Regions from separate parts of the Mus musculus genome. Here region 1 is linked to region 2. The links are chromatin contacts, called in public Hi-C maps. All regions are on one chromosome and are shown on one strand. The core of a region is the stretch at or near the end of the contact, and the rest is flanking DNA. Distances in the headings are between cores, read along the strand shown. Region 1 overlaps Smyd3 (SET and MYND domain containing 3). Region 2 overlaps Smyd3 (SET and MYND domain containing 3).

What was found. A called contact is a pair of places that touch in the nucleus more often than the background predicts.
Region 1: a contact with region 2 is called in a Hi-C map of the N1E-115 cell line, with 4 times the contacts expected there. The contact joins two enhancer-like sites. A contact is called at or near these places in 1 of 15 datasets of contacts at CTCF or cohesin (the NIH/3T3 cell line) and 3 of 484 Hi-C or Micro-C datasets (the N1E-115 cell line, cerebral cortex and pre-hematopoietic stem cells).

Annotation. Positions count from the first base shown.
Region 1 is chr1:179,482,490-179,487,959 of GRCm38.p6, forward strand. All of the region lies in intron 1 of Smyd3 (SET and MYND domain containing 3), which reads right to left. Among named protein-coding and RNA genes, the nearest start is that of Smyd3, 33 kb to the right of the region's middle. Within about 2 kb of position 3,477, at least 24 of the 459 cell types and tissues checked have an H3K27ac peak or open chromatin away from gene starts, as enhancers often do. A contact at or near this core is called in the N1E-115 cell line, where this site is marked.
Region 2 is chr1:179,084,623-179,090,563 of GRCm38.p6, forward strand. It overlaps Smyd3 (SET and MYND domain containing 3), which reads right to left. Exons shown (of 12, transcript NM_027188.4): 8 at 1,702-1,812. Among named protein-coding and RNA genes, the nearest start is that of Gm31349, 240 kb to the right of the region's middle. Within about 2 kb of position 3,364, at least 20 of the 459 cell types and tissues checked have an H3K27ac peak or open chromatin away from gene starts, as enhancers often do. A contact at or near this core is called in the N1E-115 cell line, where this site is marked.

The DNA of each region.
Region 1 (5,470 bases), core at 2,227-4,726, 400 kb after region 2:
TAGAACCTGGGAGGCAGGCTCAGAGACTAACCAGGCAGACTGGTATCAGGGCTTCCTCAGGCATGGAGAAAGGGTGCCCAGCACTGACCTTGCCCATCTCAGGGCTCAGAATACACCAAGCTCATGTCAGCCTGGCCCTATGCTGGATCACACAGATATCAGACACACCAGAAGAGGGCATCAGACCCCACTACAGATGGTTGTGAGCCACCATGTGGTCGCTGGGAATTGAACTCAGGACTTTTGGAAGAGCAGTCAGTGTTCCTAACCGCTAAGCCCTACTTCATCATTTCCTACATAGTGCCTGTCTGTCTGTCTATTTGTTTGTTTTTGAGACAGGGCATCATGCAGCCTAGGCTGGCTTTGAACTGGCTATGTAGCCTCAGATGCCCTCACCTCCAAGTCACGGGACTACAGGTTGGCGCCATATGCCCAGTGTTGTGCAGTGCTGGGATCATACCCAGAGCCTCATGCAGGCCAGGTAACACTTTACCCCTAAGCTACTTCTTCAGCCCCTTGCATGAGCTTTTTAAACAACACAATTCATACCCATACTGCCCACCTCTTGACACCTCTGGCTACCACTGGCCACCGTTATCTTTTTAAGAAAGCAAACAAATGGAAGAAGAAAAAAAAAAAAAAAAACACCCCCCTCCTCCCTTGCTTAGATGACACAGTCTGAATTCTCTGCAGGGCTTGTTTGGCCTTTCCCAGCCTGGCTCTTGCTCACAGAGTGAGGAGCACACTCTATTCTCATCCAAGGTCACAGCACTTTTCTTAAACTCAAAGTGGTTTAGCATTGGAGATGTCCAACCCACTGTTCTGCACTATGCAGACATGATACACCCTGTAGAAACTAGCCAAATGTCACATCCCAGATGGACACTTACTCTTTCCAAAACCTGCCTTGCAGGCCCTCCTACTATACGGATGACACTGGCATAAACAGCCCCACGGTACTTTGCCTAACCTTGAGTTATGACAGTTAAAAACATGCATGATTTTGTCACCTCTCTACCAAGAATGGGAACCATACTTTCTGCTCAGCTACTCATTTTTCTGGTTTGGGTAAAGAAACGCTCAGTAGATACCAGGCAAACAAAATGACAATGAGGAGATTATCAAGAGGCCGGGAAGATGGCCTAACACTTGCACCAAGCCTGGTACACTGTGATGGCTCATTTCTACATCAGCTTGACACCGGCTAGAGTCATTTTGGAAGAGGGAACCTCAACTGAGAAAATGACCCACCGGAGCTGGAGAGATGGCTCAGTGGTTAGGAGCACTGACTGCTCTTCCAGAGGTCCTGAGTTCAATTCCCAGTAACCACATGGTGGCTCACAACCATCTGTAATGGTATCCGATGCCCTCTTCTGGTGTCTGAAGACAGCTACAGTGTAAAGAGAGAGTTGGGGGAGGGGAGGGGAGGGGAAGAGAGGAGAGGAGACGACTGCACTGGTCTGTGGGCAGCCCTTGGTGCATTTTCTTAGCTGATGATTGATTGGGGATTGTCGGTCCCACAGGGGTTGGCATCACTGCTGGGTGGGCACTCCTGGATGGTATAAGAAAGTCAAGCAAGCCATAAGGAACAAGCCGGTCAGCATGTCAGCAGCGGTCCTGAGCCTCTGCCCCAGCTCCTGCCTGAGTTACCTTAGTGATGGACAGTGATGGAGCATGTGACTGAAATGAAAAATTAACCCTTTCGTCCCCAGCTTGCGTTCTGTCATGGTGTTTCATCAAAACAATGGAAACCTAAACTGAGACACAGCTAGAGTTCAGCCCCAGAAACCCACACAGTCAGAGGAACTACCTCACAGAAGTTGTCCTCTGATATCCACATACATGCACGTAAGTATGCACAAAGAGAGAGAAAGAGAGAAAGAAAACAAAAAATTAGTCAACTAATGTGGGGTTAAAGGTTATCACAGAATCCAGTATTCTTTTCCAGAGTGAGTCTTAATCAAGTTGTAAAACTGACTGGTTGGGTATCAAGAAATACCTTTTTTAATATTTAAAATATAAAATAATGCAAATTATCATATTTGGTTCCTATATCACAACCAAGATTGTGCTTCCTTACAATTTTAGTTTTGATTTCTTATGCTTTTACAAGATAGTAATATAGCATATATACAGATATATTAATATAATTTAGACAAGATAACTTGAAAAATATCCTTAGGTCCAATTTCCTATCAACTTCAACAAATACCAAGAAAGAAAACCTTAGAGAGTACATTACTGCTTTAATTAATTTTAAAAATATTAATTGGCATATCCCTAGTTTGTGCTGATTTTACAAGTGTTTGAAAATAGTTATTGGATTAAACCTCCCTTCTTGTTTATAGTCTTAATTAGCTAAGCAAATCCCTTTCTATTCGCCTTCAACAGTACAAAGAAAACTTCAAGCCAGCACATCACAATTACTGTAAATTTCTAATTAATAAGTATAACTTTAATAAGTTTCTACCATACCTTAGTGAATATTAACCAGGTTAAACCCCAGTCATTATCAGGCTATTGACTAAACGCCATGGTGACCTGGAGTTCTGTATGTATCTGGAAAGAATACAGGCACGAGGGCGGAGGCATCCATGCTCCAAACTGTATGAGAAGATGTATGAGAAGAAAAGATTCTGAAGAATTCGAGAACACATGCAGGCTCTTGAGATCATCTTACGTTTCCCAAGTGTCACGGGCTAAGAATCCGATCTCATTTTCTTTTCTTTTCTTTTCTTTTTTTTAAGATTTGTTTATTGTATATATATGAGTACACTGTAGCTGTCAGACACACCAGAAGAGGGCATCAGATCCCATTACAGACAGCTGTGAACCACCATGTGGTTGCTGGGAATTGATATCATCAGGATCTCTGGAAGAGCATCTCTCGAGCTCCCCCACCTTCCCCTCCCCCACGCCCATTTTCAAAGGAAGCTAATCCAAACGTGTTATTCTGTAACTGAAACGCCCTCGGTCTCCATGTGATGGTGGACGCTATGACATTCTTAAAAAATCATCTGAGGCCCTGGGTAGGAAAAAATAATTAATGGAGAATGTCTCAAAATGCAGATGTGTTGTAAGGCCTGGGGGAGTGGTTCAGTGGTAGGGAGCATGCATGAGGCCCTGAGTTCAGTCCCTAGCACTGAATCCACACCATCCCGCCCCACCCCACAAAGAGAATCTGCAATCCACTGTGAAAACTTCAGACAGAAGGGATTTCAGCAAAATGGCTTCCTAGAAGTACCTGATGAACGTCTTATACAACAAAAGACCAAAGAAAACCAACAGCTACTTTACTGAGTTTTTGAGTAGGAGCTGACAGAGTGGGTTAGGAAAGGTACTGAAACACACAGAGAAAGAAACACAGTAGCTGTAGAAAGAATGTAACTAAGCACACAGCACTTACAGCCCCAGCTCTGGAGAGCAACCTTGAACCAGGAAGTACTTCCCTCTGCAAAGAAGGAAAGCAGGAGGCCCCAGACATTCCCACTGAAATATGTGCTGCTGTAAAAGCCTACCACTCCCAGACCCTGAACCCTATCTGAGGAGCTGCAGGGTTCCCACACAATTACAAGGCATGGAGCCAAAAACCTAACAAAGAATACACAGGACATACAGACAATGAAGCAGTCCTCAGCCCCAGAAAAATAATAGAATCCTGTCATTTGGGGCAACGTGGTTGGAACTGGAAGAAATGAGCCAGGCACAGAAACAAGATAGCATCTTCTTACTCACACGAAAAACTTATATAATGACCTCACAGAAGTAAAGAGCAGAGGTCACTGGTCTCGAGCAAGGGTATGGGCAGAGGAACAAAGACAGGACAAGTACCAGACACCAAAATGCAGTCAGATACAGGAGAAAGGTACTGCTCTACAGCACAGCAGGAAGCCTGTTTCAGAGCAGTGTAATGTATTCAGTGAAGAACTGGAATGAGTTCAAAGCCACAAACACAAACAAATGAGGTGTTTAGGAGGAAAATGTTGACTACCTCATTTGGTTGGTCACTATATATTGTGCAAATAAGTTATTTTAATTACAAAATGTAGCCTGGAAAAAAAAATGGTCACAATTAAAGAACAATTCCACAATAACAAAGTAGGGATACGACAAGTTTATGCAATGTGTGCCGTCAGAATAGATTTAGATGGGAAGAAAAGAAACAGAGACTAGATAAAGCCTACTGTGTGAGGCTGGGGGTTTGCTCAGTAGGACAATGCCTGCCTAGTGTGCATGAGGCCCTGGGATTGAATCCGTTGCTGCTACTCCACAAAAATAATCCACCCAAAATCGGATGGTACAAACTTACATACTTCCAGCACTCAGGAAGCTGGGGCAGGAGGATTGCTGTAAGGCCAGCCTAACTAAAAGGCAAGTACCAGGCAAGGCAAGATGCCAGCGAGGAAGAGAGAAATATTAGCAGGACACGGAGGAAAAACAAAACATCCTTGTTCTGAGAAAATACAAGCCGAGGGGCTGGAAAAATGCTCAGTGGGTAAAGTGTGGACCATGCAAACGTGAAAAGTCAGAGGCGGTGCCACACATTTGTAGTGCTGAGGACATGGACTCAGGAGGCTCGCTGGCGCTCACTGGCCCCACCTGACTGGTGGCCAACAGGTCCCAGTGAGAGATCCTACCTCATGTAAAACAAGGAAGACAGTGATCAAGGGGAAACATTCAAGGTTGACTTCTGCATACATACATGTGTAGATATATGTATGTATGTGTGTGCGCAGTGTGCACGTGCTCTCTCTCTCTCACACACACACACACACACACACACACACACACACACACACACACACCCCTCAATGTATCCACAAGGAAAGAGACAGAAAGACAAAGAGAACGAGCTGAGCACTGTTGTTCAAGACTGTTAATTCCAGTACTTAGGAGGTAAAAACAGAAACAGTTCAAGGTCACCCTCAAGTTCAAGGCCAGCCTCTCCTACATAGCAAGTTCAATGGTAACTTCTACATAGGAAGTTCAAGGGCAACCTCTCCTACACAGGCAATTCAAGGCCAACCCGGACAATGTAATATCCTTATTTAAAAAAAAAAAAAAAAAGGAAGGAGAAAGAGGAGAGGGAAACAAGCATACATGAACTATTTAAGTAAAAAAAAAAAAAAATTACATATGCAGACTAGCCTTAAAATGGTTCAAAAAATAAATGTATGTGTGTATAAATAGAGAGCAACTAAACATGACAAAGCCCACATGGGGAATGCTAACTTTTGCTAAATTTGGATAAAGGACATAAGAAACATCTCTGTTTCTTCTCAACTTTCCTGTAATTTTGAGATTATACCCAAATAAAGTTTCTTTTAAAAAAAATGATTTAACCAATTATAAAGCAGAATTAAAGAAGAGAATGCATTCACAATGAGCCTTTAATTTCAACTATAATTAGCAAACTAACAAAAAAATATACTTTGCAATGAAAATATCTAAAAGTTAACGTGATATAAAG
Region 2 (5,941 bases), core at 2,114-4,613:
GCCACATGCTATGAACTGCTGCAGAAAAAGAAATGACCTGGGGACTGTCTTAGTTACTGTTTATTGTTGTGATGAATCACCATGATCAAGGCAATGTATAAAAGGAAGCATTTAGTTGGGAGTTTGACTACAGTGTCAGAGAGTTCATGAATGTCAAAGTGAGAGCATGATGGGAAGCAGGCAGCCAGGTAGGCATGGCATTGGGGCAGTAGATGAGAACTACAGGCAGAGAGCAAGACCCTGGACCTGGTGTGTGCTTTTGAAACATAGCTCCTCCGACAAGGCCACACCCCTTGATCCTTCCCAAACAGTTTCACTGGGTACCAGATATTCAAATATATGAACCCACTGGGACGATTCTCATTCAAACCATCATAGAAACTCAGTCTGCTGGTGCAGGCCTATAATCACAGCAACTCAGAAAGCTGAGGCAGGAAGACACTACTTTTTTAACTTTGTGACACCCCGTGTTACAATAAAAATTAAAATACATTAATAAGCATTAAACATATAGCTGAGCATTTATATAGCATAACACTAAAGTAGGCTGAATCTTGGTGCTATCTATCTGTAGTAGATCCAACTTTTCCTACTTAATTCTTTTTTTTCCTTTGAGACAGGGCCTCAACTGTAAAGCCCTGGCTGATTTGGAACACCCTCCAGAGATGAGGCGGCCCTTGAACTCAGAGATCCACCTGCCTCTGCCTCCTAAAGTGCTTGGATTAAAGGTATGTACCACCATGAATTCTGGGATTAAAGGCACATCCCACCCATGGCTTCTGGGATAAAAGACCATGAATTAAAGGCATGTGCCACCACTCCCAGTTCTTAAAATTCCTTTTCATGCAAAACCACTTATATCTGTGGTTTCCAGTATTCAAAGGGGCTCACGGTCCTTTCTCAAGAAGAGCAGTCACCTCTCCACAGTGATGAGACAACCACAGGTGGCCCCAGCATGGTACAAGAACAACCTGGCTGAGCCAGTTGACCTGAATGGGAGAGCTGCTTCTGTCCCTTCTTTCTTCGTATCATCCCAGAGGCATATCTCTGAGGCTGCCTTGAGTTTGGCTTCACAATTTATTTATAAGTATTGACATAAAATGAGATCATGACCATAAAAGACATCTAACAACGTAAACAAACACCCCGCAGAAGGAAGATGATGGCGCATAACCTGATTGCGTGCAAACCAAAGCAGATAAGTTCAAAATGAGGACAGTGCATGAGTAACTGAAGAGCAGTTTATTATGTTTATGGCATTAGTTTTGGCTCTTCTTCCTTCCTTGGAGAGTGAGAGTCCTGAGGTAAGTGAGCTCCATCTGATAAGGCGCCGCAGAAGAGAGCCTTTTGGAACCAATTTAAAAGAACTAAGAAGACAAAATACGACTTGGTATGTTTATTGCTCAGCAGTAACTGTTATCAATCGTAACATAATTCAGGCTTCTTACTGTATGCTCTCAACAGCCCTCTGGCCTTTCATATCCTTTTAATTACATGTTTAATGTCATGTGTTTAATGTCTATATTCCATGATACCTGAAGCCCCACAGATTGTAAATCTCGCCTTGTCAGGAAATGAAGAGTGCAGCAAGTGCCCTGTTCTACTTAGCTGTGCACTTTGGAGCAGTGTGAACACAGCCGAGCTCCCCAGACCCTTCAGACACCACCATGGAAAGCTTCAATCTGCTCTCATTCCACCTACCTTGTCCTGGGTTTGGCATCGGATGCAGTCACACTCAAAGCAGTACTGGTCCCTCAGCTGCTTCCGGCGTTCCTCGCTGGTCATCAGCATGTCCAGGTAGCAGATGGTGAGCTGTGGGAACCGAAGGAAAGGCTTGCATGACTGGTACACTCATTTGCTTCTACTGCTATCATCACTGCTAATGCTTAGAGTAAGACATCAATGGGAGGAAGAGAAAGGAGCCACCTACAGCCTCCTCCCCTGGCGACTGTAATGTGTCTTATTCTAGTCTGGCTCACTGTCAACATACAGACATTACATGCTTAATTTAAAGAATCACGTTTATAACCTGGACACAATTTTGTACTTTATCTTTGTCTTTTGTTTTTCTTCCATCAAACAGAAAAACCTCAGGAGTTATTTCATATTTACTGTCACTAAGGTTTGACCATAAATTCTATGACCCTTGATGACCAGAGAGGCCAGTTTCACTCTGTTCTGGGTCCCTGGTCTTCAGGTAACACCATGGGCATAAACATGTTTCCCCAACACACAAGAATCAAGTTCACAGTTATCAGAACTCTTCTCCCCTTCCTACTCACCTGCAGAGCCTCCCTAGTTAGGAGAGGAGGCAGTAGCTCTATTCATGTTGTCTAGACTGAACCCTTTGTGTCTCCCTGGACTCTAACATCCAAAACCATCAGGAAGTTCTGTTGTATCCACATTAACAATTCATCCAGAAGTGACCACTTTTAATCTTTCCCACTGTTACATCCCAACCTGGCCAACCACCATCTCAGGATGGTCTCCCCACCCCACCCTTGGCCCTTCTCTCCTAGAAGGAATCTCTGCATTCTACAATCTAGCCTTCACCACAATTGAAGTCAGACAGGCTTTCTTCAGTTTGAAATACTGCAATAGCGCCCCCTTTTGTCTGAGGAAAGCCAAGGTCTTACAGAGCAACCCGAGTGTGGCCTCTGGACTGCATAGGCTCAATGCTGAATTGGAGGAAGGAAATACAAAGTCCTCATTTAGAAACTTGTTTACTATTTGGTAAGAATGTGTGTGTGTGTGTGTGTGTGTGTGTGTGTGTGTGTGTGTGTGTGTGTGTTTCTAATGATAAAACGTTTTGTTATGGTTACTGTTTTTAAATATTCATTTTTCAAATTTGTCAAAAATATTAAGTCTGATGACCCAAGTAAAATATGGGTCTTTCATCACTGGGGACAGAGAAGCAAGAGCTTCATATAAGCTGCACCCACTCCTTTGAACGCATGGCCCTCCCTGTACGTTCCCTTCCCCCTTTTCCATGGCTCTTGCTGCTCTGGCTAGTCTGGCCTCTTTGTTGTCCCTTCATATTTTCCCTTCAGGCCTGAGTTCTCCCAGATCCACCAAGGTGGCCTCTCTGGTCCTCTTCCATTTCAATCAAATCCCATTTTCTCTAGGAGGCCTAACCTGCAGCCTATTTAAAATAACAACTGGCTCCTGCCACACCCAGCGCTCCTCCCCTCCCCCTTGTCTTCCTTTGCTTTACTCTGGTAATGGATACCAGCTTGTACTATACAGTATACATGACTTATTTATCTGTTTTCAAATGCAGAACATAATTATGGGTGTGGGGGAGTTGGGGATATTGCAGGGAGGAGGGGGCAGGGTTATCTGTTGAAAGACTTGACAAAATGCCCCAGAGCAAACACTCCATGTGGTTTTTCTTAACTGAAAACAAAGCACCCCGTGTCTACTAAACATGATTATACTTGTTTGAAGTCAAGGTAGGGCAGAGAAGGCCTCTGACAGAAAATGACTTTAAGGTGGCCTCCTTGAGGAGGAGGAAGTCTGGCCAGCCACATGGGTCAGACTCACTGTCACCAGGGTGACAGAAGACAGAACCTGAGCTGACTCCCTGGCTCATCACAGAGGCTCATGTTAGAAAGCTGTGGGTGCCTTCTTCCACAGAAGAACTAATGTCTGCCCCAAGAGTATAGATCTGGTCTTGCAGGAACACCTCTGGTGAGTGCTGCACTCCTGAAGTAACTGCAACAGAAAAAAACCTAAAAGGAGCTGGGATCTGCATTTGACCCGATTCAAGCCTGACTCTTTCACCTGGACTGCAGCAGGTACCCTTCTTGGGGTGGCAGTGGAGCCTACGAACAGAAGGAGCCTCTACAGCCCCACCGTGGAATATATACAGCACAAGCTACACAGAGCAGTGGTGGTGGCTGGCTCTTTTGGCTAAGACAATGGTCATCTTTTCATTTCCTCCATCTCTCTCTTGCATTTGAAGGCAGGGCAGAGGAGAAAGGGCTACAGTACAAGGCCAGTTCCCATGCCTTTTGGAGAACACCAGGTTCCACAGACCAAGCAACTAGTCTCAAAGCGTATATTCGAGAACATCTTTATCAGTAAGTTTGGGGCTGTACACTCATCCTGTATCCTCAGACTCTCTGGTCCTGGACAGATCCCCACACAGGTGAGGGGGCAGCTGGTGACTATGCTCCCTGTAGAATTCATTCTAAGACCCCGTTTCTCAGCCCAGCCTAAAGACCAGAAGTCACTAGTCATCGCTGTCAGGTCAAGCAGAAGCTCTTGGGTAATTCCAAGCTACTGTGAAGCCACCAACTCAACAGTGTCTGGCTCTAAAACTGCATTATAAGGACTACAACTCATGTGTGACTGCCGGGCAGGAGACTAGTTATTTTGTCTCACCCCAATAAATAGGGTCTCACAGTCTTTCTGGGTAGCCTGTAATGCCTGAAGCCTTTACCCAAGCAATGGCTTTCTAACTTGCCTCCTAGGGGCTTTTTCTACCTTTTTACCTTCTAAACTGATGAGAGAGGGGGAGGGGGAAAATGAGGGAGAGGGGAAGGGGGAGGGGGAGGAGGAGGGAGAACACGCTCCCTAACACCCATAGCTGGTTGAGTCATTCCTCTATGTGAAGACTTCAGGCAGCTTCTTCCTGCCTATGGATGGAGCCCCACAAGTCTTTTCTCCTAGACTGATTGTAGGTCTACTTCCTCGTCTCAGATGTCTTTTCCTGTGCCTCATAGAGTCTTGACTATACAGCTGTCTACGCCCCCTCCCTCTGGGATAGGGACTCCTTATCTTTTCTGTGCCTCTTTCATGCCACTGAAGTTTGCAAACTATACTGTACCAAAGCTGAGGGGCTCAGCAGCAAGAACATTCCGGAAGCACGCAGCTAGCTTGAAATGGCAGCTCAATCATTTTATCAAGCAAAGATAAAAACCTTTATTAAAGGCTCATAGATTTGAAAGTTTAAATGGAGTCACTGCTCACTACATGCGGGGCGGGCACACACACAAACCACGGCCATTGATCAACTGGTGCTTTAATGGCACAGAACAAAATCGCATTAAAATATTAATGCTCTGACCATTGCTCTGCCATTTAAGTGTAACTCTTATGAAAAAAATGCATAAATCATTTCCAGCTTTAGAGCAATATTGCAGAGGTTTCAGGGACTTGGTTATGGTGCCTCTGTTCAAATCACATAGCGGAGAAAACTGTTTTCCCTGAAACCATCTTTCCCATCAACAACGGAGTGCAGAATAAAACCAAATCTTGTTTTCATTTTTGTAGTATATTGTCACAGTTACACATTTTTCCAATACTAGCTCAAAGTTTAAAAAAAAAATCACTTCATCTTAAAGTCACTTTTGTCCCTTTTCTTTGTCACACAAATTCTACTAATTTTGGTTTCTAAATATTGTATTCTTCACATTCTGTATTCTGAGCCACCACTTGGCCTCCTCCTGACTTCAGACTGTCATTGTCAACTCTTGCCCGGAGGGACAGACTGACCCTCCTCTTAATCTTGTCTATAGGCATAAGATCTTACCATACCTCCTTTCCTCAAAACTCAAGGAGACCCACTGCCTGGCCCTCGTTCCTCCCACATAGCAGACACCTAGAAATCCTCGGGTGAACAGCATTCTGTGAAAAGCCCCAGACTGGTCCAGCCCCCATGCATTCTCCATTCCTGGCTGGAGTGGATTCCTCAATACCGATGTGAACCATTTCTTGCTCACTGAACTCAGCACTCTGCCAGTGGCTTCTGTCTCCTTGCTTGGAACACTGGTGCCTGCCTCACCTAACTTTATTTCTATAGATTCTTTCAGATCGAAAGGCCACTTCTCTATATGTCCCCTTAACTGACCCCCCCCCCCAACCCTGGCACCTGTATATGCCTTGGGTAGTCTGTTCAGAGTATCTATGAAGCCTTGGCACACCTATGCTACCATGC